Linked DNA regions of Sus scrofa: region 2 is linked to region 1. A link is a contact called in public promoter capture Hi-C data. All regions are on one chromosome and are shown on one strand. The core of a region is the stretch at or near the end of the contact, and the rest is flanking DNA. Distances in the headings are between cores, read along the strand shown. Region 1 holds the start of YIPF5 (Yip1 domain family member 5). Region 2 holds the start of LARS (leucine--tRNA ligase, cytoplasmic).

Evidence for each region. Promoter capture Hi-C pulls out the DNA fragments that hold promoters and counts their contacts.
Region 2: a promoter capture Hi-C map of liver shows a contact between it and region 1, with 13 times the contacts expected there. The contact joins the promoter of LARS here to the promoter of YIPF5 in region 1. A contact is called at or near these places in 2 of 5 promoter capture datasets (fetal skeletal muscle and liver) and 1 of 47 Hi-C or Micro-C datasets (liver).

What each region holds. Positions count from the first base shown.
Region 1 is chr2:145,666,614-145,670,593 of Sscrofa11.1, reverse strand. It overlaps YIPF5 (Yip1 domain family member 5), which reads left to right and starts at 2,663. Exons shown (of 5, transcript NM_001077225.1): 1 at 2,663-2,772. The coding sequence starts at 2,663. It overlaps LOC110259671, which reads right to left and starts at 2,657. Exons shown (of 3, transcript XM_021085167.1): 1 at 2,619-2,657; 2 at 1,605-2,359. The coding sequence starts at 2,657.
Region 2 is chr2:147,551,691-147,555,763 of Sscrofa11.1, reverse strand. LARS (leucine--tRNA ligase, cytoplasmic) reads left to right here and starts at 1,567. Exons shown (of 33, transcript XM_021084961.1): 1 at 1,567-1,740. The coding sequence starts at 1,735.

The sequences.
Region 1 (3,980 bases), core at 1,414-3,913:
AGAAACAAGAGACTAGAGTTTTTTCAACCATTCAACCACTAAGTATATGAAGTGATAGATCATTACATATTGTTGACAGCTAGAAACTCAGTTTCCTAGCTAATGAAGCTTAAAGAGAGTATAACCATATAATTTATCAGCCAAACTGGAATATTTTTGAGAGTGAAAAGGGGACAGAATTAAAATGATGCTGGAAAAAAACAGGCATAAAATGTGACAAAGGGGCTGTCTCCAGCAATTTAGGATACAGAGTCATTCTACCCAGACTCCTGCAGACGGTACCTACATCAGTGAATTCTAAAACTATACGTAAAAGGCATTACATTTACCTACATCAGTGGATTCTAAAATTATACGTAAAAGGCAGTACATTTAGAGAGCTGTGTGAGCAATTTCGGAAATTCTTTGGTGGAGTAGAAAATATCAAAGGGTAGCTTCCCGTTCATCTCTAGAGGACACTCCTTGGTTTTTTGGTTTGTAGCTGTGTCCTTTTGCCAGCTTTCTTGTTCCTTTGTTTGGTGCATTGGAGGGGAGTGTGTTTCCTTTCAGTTGTTTATTTTTACTTGTTTGTTTCATTTTGGGGAGGTGTGTGTGTTGAGAGAAAAGTTTTTATCAGTGACATTTTATTAGCCCTTTGGAAACTGATCCCAGAGCAATGGCCAGACTTCTTTTATGAAGACCATGGGATTTTGGTCCCAGCATGTAATGTAGGAGACTCATGATATAAATTTTAGTACTGTAAACCCTGGACTCACTTCTGATCATTGGTTAACACCAGGGCACTTGGCCTTAGGGCAGTCAGGATTCTCTCACTTTAAGAAAGCGATGCAACTTTCTTAAAAGTTAACAATCTAATCGTTTCACTCACTAGTTCATAACCTTCAGTGGTTTCCCTTTTTACAGCCAACACGGCAATTCCATGAGACACTCTATTCCCCAACCCTTGTCTGTAGCACTTGCCTACGCAGCTCGGCTCACTTGCTGCTCTAATCACCCTGTCTTCATTTAAACCAGTGATTTCCAAAATCTAATGTTGCCTGAGACATTTTTAGTTGTCACAAGGGTTGCGGGGGGAGGGGTTGCTGCTGATATCTAGGAGGTAGAGTTCAGAAATGCTGCTAAACGTCCTACAGTGCAGACAAAAAAAAAAAAAAAAAAAAAAAAAGAAAAGAAAAAAAATCATTTGGACCAAAATGTTAATAGTGCAGCGATGGAGAAACTGATTTATACCCTTCCTGCACCCTGTTTTCCCTAACCCCAGCCCTTGCACAGCGGCTCTCCCTGCCTGGAATATTTACACTTTTCTCTCTCCCGACTCTCCTTTCCTTTTCCTGTTGCGTTCTTTTCTAAGTCCTATTCACCCTTTTGATCATCACCTCTTCAGAGTGGCTTTCAAGATTCGTAGTCCCAGTTGAATACTACACCTTCCAAAGAATTACGGGGCGCTTAATATTAGTAACGATTTTATATGTATTTACACGTTTTATGAGCAATAGCAACTAGCTTGTATTCATCTTAATATTCCCTGAAGCTAGCATAGTTAGCACAGAGTTGATATTCAACGTCGCATTCAGTGTTATGAAATGAACATTTAACAGCCTCACCTATAAAAGGAGAGTAGCAGAGTAACCATTTCGTTAGTTTGTAATAAATAATACATAGACTCTAGCACGGTGCTTGAAAAGCAGTGAGTCCAGAGAGACCAGGGATCTGCAGCCGCGGTGCACAAGAGAAAGGCTCCGCTCCTTCCGCTGCAGCACCTACGCGCCTTCCCCCAGGAGCTCCGACTACAGAGCAAGGCTCCCTCCCAAGTGGCAACTAGCAACCGCGGCGCCTGCGCCTTTCTACCTTCGCCGCCGACCCAGCGGCCGGAAGTGTTCGCTCCTCTCATTGGCCCACCGCACTGCGCACGCTCCATATCGCGCCCTCGTACCCCCTCCCCCAACACGCTCTCGGTACTCCAGCCCCGGCCCCAAATCTGCCACCACGCCTGCGCGAGCGGGCGTGCCCCGGAAGCAGTTCTTTGGCCTCCTGACACGTAGCAACGGGGCCGGTACCGGGTCCTGAGCCGAGTTTGGGGGCTGCTGGGGGCTGCGGGAGCCACCGCCGCCGCCGCCGCGTTAGGTGAGTGTCCGGTTCCGTGGCGCAGTGTTCGGCTTCTCCCCGCACCGGGGCAGCGCGGCTTATGGCCGCCTCTCGGCGCCGCGCCCGGGTCCTTTCGCCCAGCCCCTCGCCCCTTCTCCGGCTGTGCGGAGACGCGGCCGCTGCCGCTCCGGCGCCGTCTTCCAGCAGCTTGCGTTTCCCCGGCAGGCCCAGCCGTATTTTGCAAGGAGGCAGTCGTGTTGTCGGCTGTAAAGCCCTGTCCCAATGTGAGGAATCAGTCCTCTTTGTCACTGGTGGTATTTTAGGCCCCACGGAGCCACTCCTCCTCCCACGTCCCGGCCCCAGCCCCTGCTCCAAGGCGTACCAGCTCCTTGAAATGAGGTGTCTTCCCGGCCTTGACCTAGAGACCCGACCCACCCTCCCAGTGTTGCTCCCTGGACTTCTAGAACGAGTATTTGCTGCCTTGGGAGGATATTTGCTTAAGTGTCAGGACCGAATTTAGGAGGGCCTTGCACATACACAGTCTTCGCTGTTTCTTTTCTATTGCAGAGCATCTGCCATGTCAGGCTTTGAAAACCTAAACACGGATTTCTACCAGACGAGTTACAGCATCGATGACCAGTCACAGCAAACCTATGACTATGGAGGAAGTGGAGGACCCTATAGCAAGTAACTTTTCAACTTTGCCATTTATTTAGTCACGGTTGTAGTGAGACCGTGTACCCCAGGTGTTTAATTCTGCTAAGACTGAATGTGTGAACATGTTCTTTATCAGGATCGTGACTTCTCATACTCTTCCTGCCTCTGGAGAGATCGGTGACTCTCGTTCGGTTTGGAAGGGGTTGCTCTATTTTAGTTTGGTATCTTCTGCCAAGTTTTCAGGTGTGACACGAATGGAAAAGTGGATTGTTGAAGAACCTTTTCCTAGTGACAGTATTTGTGTATCATTTAAGATAGGGATAGGAGCTTTAAGAACTTGGAAGATAGGCTGTTTAATCCACTGACCTAGGTAAAAATGAAACCCTTTGATGACCTGTTTAGCGGTTAAATCAGTCCAGCTTTCAGTCTTGATATATCAAGTGTTAGTGAAAGCGCTCGGTGACACTGCTGAAGGGTCTAAGTTCCCTACTGTGAATCATCAGGTGGTTTTCATGTAGCAGAATTGATAATCAGTTTTATTACTCTTCATCCCAAGACTTGATGGTCAGTACACACAAGTTGCCAGTTGTAGGTAGAAGAGGGAGACTCAAAACCTTTCAACCCTAAACTGTTGAAAACAAAACATAAAAACAAAACCTGATTTTTTTCTAGTCCCTGGTGTTTGTGGCAAAAAACAAAACCCCCCCCCCCAAACCTGAAGGCTTTCTATCAGTCTCCTCTAGGACATCATATTCTTACTTTCTTAGGACCTTAATCTTTTCAGCCCCCCCAATCCAGTGAAGGAGTTTCGTACAAGGGGTGACTTAAGATTTTGTACAACTCCCTCGAGACTCTTATGAGAACTGCCAGCCTATTTCTGAGAGATCCTTGCATACAGGCACCCACACTAATGTGCGTATAATGTCTGTACAGTTCATGTGTATCTCTGTGTTTCTGTGAACCTGAATTAAAACTCTCATGAAGACGCCCAGGATGAGGGCAAGGGACAGGTGTGTGTCCAGTCTGAGGCAAGCATTAGTACCAGAATGTGTTTGCATTAAAACATCTGAATGAAGGTGCCCAAGAATTTTAAAAAGCAAAAATCAAATTCAGCCCAGTGGTGTGACTTGTTTTGTACAGGCTGTACTTGCTACAACTTCTAGACCCCTGGAATCTTCTGAATTCCATGTATTCTAAAGCTTTTCTACCCCTAAAGCGTAGCCCCTTGAAGAGTGGGA
Region 2 (4,073 bases), core at 318-2,817, 1.9 Mb before region 1:
AAAATGTAAACATAATATATATATTACACATATATAACAACATTTTTATTAAAGAAATCCCCTCTCCCAGTTTTTTGCTTTTTCCTTGTTTTTTTTTTTTTTTGTATTTATTTATTTTTCTGATGTACAGCATGGGGACCCAGTTACATGCTTTTTCCTGCTGCACCTGTAGCACATGGAAGTTCCTGGACTAAGGGTCTAACTGTAGCTGCAAGCTGCGGTCTACACCACAGCCGTGGCAACACTAAATCCAAGCCACATCAGCAAACCACACTGCAGCTTGCCACAACCCTGGGATTCTTAACCCACTGAGCAAGGCCAGGAATGGACCTCTCATCCTCATGGGCAAACTCCCCCCCACCCACTTATTCTTTTAGGAAGACACACTTCTGGTCTGGGCACACCCAGCTCCTCCAAGTGCTTTGTAGATGCTTAATAAATGTTAACAAATTATAAAGGAACGCAGGTGAGAGTAATAATCTGACTACCAGAAAGTAAAAATCTTGGATCAGCGCTTTTCAATCAATCTTTCTTTGATGATGGAAATGTTTTATATCCACCCTCGCTGTCCGGATATGGAACAACTAGCCATGTGGACTTTCTACATGAAAAGTGGCATTAGTGCGACTGAAGAACTACATTTAAAATTTTATTTTATTATTATTATTTTGTCTTCTTGCTATTTCTTTGGGCCGCTCCCGCGGCATATGGAGGTTCCCAGGCTAGGGGTCGAATCGGAGCTGTAGCCACCGGCCTACGTCAGAGCCACAGCAACGCGGGATCCGAGCCGCATCTGCAACCTACACCACAGCTCACGCAACGCCGGATCGTTAACCCACTGAGCAAGAGCAGGGACCGAACCCGAGGAACCTCATGGTTCCTGGTCGGATTCGTTAACCACTGCGCCACGACGGGAACTCCTAAATTTTATTTTAAACTGGTTAATTTAAATAGCCATTTATGGCTAGTAACCAGTACTTCAGACAACAGAGTCTTGGTAAGATGAACCAGTCTGAGCCGGGCACTGGGAGCAGGTAGGTTTCCACCCTTTCCTTTAAAAAAAATGTAAAAAATGAGGATTGTTAATACATGGCTATAAAATGTCTAAATTTTGGATTTTGAATTGGATTGTGATGATCATTGTATAACTACAGGTGTGATAAATTCACTAAGAAATAAAAAAAATTTTTTTGGATTTTGAATGCCACCAACAGTCGTAAACATGTCATAGTTAGCACCTCAGTCCCTGAAGACGACTACAACTTGCGTCCAGGCATCCAGACAAGCCACCTAACCCAGCTCCATAAGGTGAAAAGGTTGGTGGCCCGGGATCTCTACGTCACTCAGGGCGCGCTCACAGCGATCTGCGACCCCGAACTGCATCATGGGCTTTGTAGTTCAACATACACGTGACGTCACTACCGGTTCCCCCCGGGGGGGTGTGTGGCTGGACTTAGACTTCCGGTGGCTTTGTTGTTCTCTGGGAAATGTAGTCAATACGTGCCTGCTGGACGTGGGCTCTAGGGTTCTGGGAACTACAACTCCCAGCAGGCCACGAGGTGGCCCCGGAGGTAGTTAGAGAGCCGGTGATTGCCTCATCAGGTGTGAAGCGTGTGCTTCAGGGAGGTGGTGGGCCTGACTCCCGCGAGAGGGAGGGAAGAAGTTGTAACCACTCCTTTGAGGGGGGTCCTCGAGGTCGCTGTCGTGGGTTTGTGCAGTCGGCTGGGCGGCGCCATGGCGGTAAGTTTTGGCGGGAAGAGGGTCCGCGCGGCCGGACTGCCTGCTTTTGCCAGTGTAGGGGCGCCGTGTGGTAGCCGCTGTCCTGAGGGAAAACCCTTTTCTAAAGAAAAAGGAGGCCTTGCCCCCCGCGTTTAAGGCTTGGCCGTTGTGAGCATGTGCCTTTTCTTGCTAGCTGACGAGGCGCTAAGGTTTTTAGCTTTAAAGACTGTTTAACGTCACGCGTTATTTCACCAAAGGTTCTAAAAACTGATTTGGAGAGAGAGGAGTATGGAGCATTGACGACTCCTTCAAACAGAAAATTACGCAGCGCCTCTTTGTAGACAGAAGTTCCTGCCTTCATGGTGTTTAGTTTATGCGTGCTACATTCTGAAGTATGTGGTTTAAAAAAAAAAAATGTGTGTGCAGTGTGTCAGGTGCCGCTCTGTGCAGTAGAAACGAATAGAGCAGGGAGGGGGCATGTAGAAGCCCGCGCTGAGAAGGTGGCATTTGGGCCGAAAGCGGGTAAGGAGTAAGCCGTGCACCTGTGCAGAGGAAGAGCTTTCCGGACGGCGGCAGCAGTGCGAGTGAGGAACCGGGCGGGCTGTGCGGCCAGAGGGGTCCTCCGGGGGAGGTGGTGTGGACGGCCTGTGTTTGTGTGTCGCCTGGCGGTGGAGGTGGAGGACTGAGCCCTGGGAGGGTGTAGATCCTGGGAAGCCTCGTAGGTTGCTGATCAGGAAAGCATGGCTCAGTGGAAACGAACCTGACTGGCATCCCTGAGGACGCAGGTTCGGTCCCTGGCCTCGCTCAGTGCGTTAGGGATCCGGCTTTGCCCAGACCTGTGGTGTAGGTCGCAGAGGCGGCACGGATGGATCTGGCGTGGCTGTGGCTGTGCTGTAGGCCGGCGGCTACAGCTCCAATTGGACCCCAAGCCTGGGAACCTCCATGTACCGCCGGGTGCGGTCCTAAAAGGACCAAAAAAAAAAGGGGGGGGGAAGGGAGGGGCTACGGCCAACTCTTTTGAGGAATTATGCAAAGGAGACTAGAATGGGGGTGAAGGTTGAAAGAGGGCTTTTTTTTTTTTTTTTTTTTTTTTTTTTTTAAGAAAGGAGGAATTATATAGTGCTTGTATGCTTATGGCAGTTGCCCTGCAGGAAGGGAAAATTTATGCAGATCTTTTGTAGAGGACACCTATTGCTGGAGTGATGTTCCTGAACAGAAGAGAGGGGGTGAGATCTCATTTTAGAAGTAGAATTTTAATTCATTTGATCCCATTCTGGAGATCATTCTCTTAATCACTGTACTGTTTGCAATTGTAAACTAATTGGGTAATTTATTTTGCAAGCACACTCCTTTAACGAAAGTTTTCCACTTCTTTCTGGGAGAAACCTTACCAATAGTATAAGATAGTAAACATAGAATAGCATGGATATAAAATTAGTTTTTATGTTATAATTAAATTTGTAAAAAGAGCAAACAATATAATTTTCTTTATATCCTGGGAATGTTTATTTTATAGCACTTTTGACAGTTTTAATCCCTTTAGTTACATATCAGACTTGTAGACAGGGCCTGGGGATGTGATGTAATAAGGATAATATCCTTATTTTATCAATATAATTTTATTTTTAAAATTTTCATTTGGGGAGTTCCTTTTGCGGCACAACAGAAACGAACCTGACTGGTATCCATGAGGATGTGGGTTCGATCCCTGGCCTTAATGAGTGGGTTGGGGACCTGAGCTGTGGTGTAGGTCGCAGACATGGCTCTTGGATCCCGAGTTGCTATGGCTGTGGTGTAGGCTGACAGCTACAGATCCGCATCAGTCCCTAATGTGGGAAGTTACACATGCTACAGGTGCGGCCCTAAAAAACAAATAAATAAATAAAGCTAATTTAAAAAAATTTTATTTTGGTAAATTTAAATATTGAGCCAAGTAGAGATAATAACAATATTATGTACTTACATATACCCATCACTCAACTTCAATAATTGGTATTTCAGGCCCAGTCTTCTTTCATTCCCACCTTTGCCAGGCCCTGAAATGCCATTTTTGACACATAATAAAAAGTACATGATATCTAGTTGTCTTTCTGTAGTAATGATTATAGCATTATTGAAATTTTACCATGGGTCCAGCACCATGTTAAGTCCTTCCTTTTTTTTTTTCCTGTTTTCCTTTTAGAGCCACACCTGTAGCTTATGGAAGTTCCCAGGCTAGGATTTGAATTGGAGCTGCAGCTGTTGACGTATGTCACAGCCACATCAATGTGGGACCCGAGCTGCATCTGTGACTAACACTGCAGCTTGTGGCAATGCTGGATCCTTTACCCACTGAGCAAGGCGGGGTTCAAACC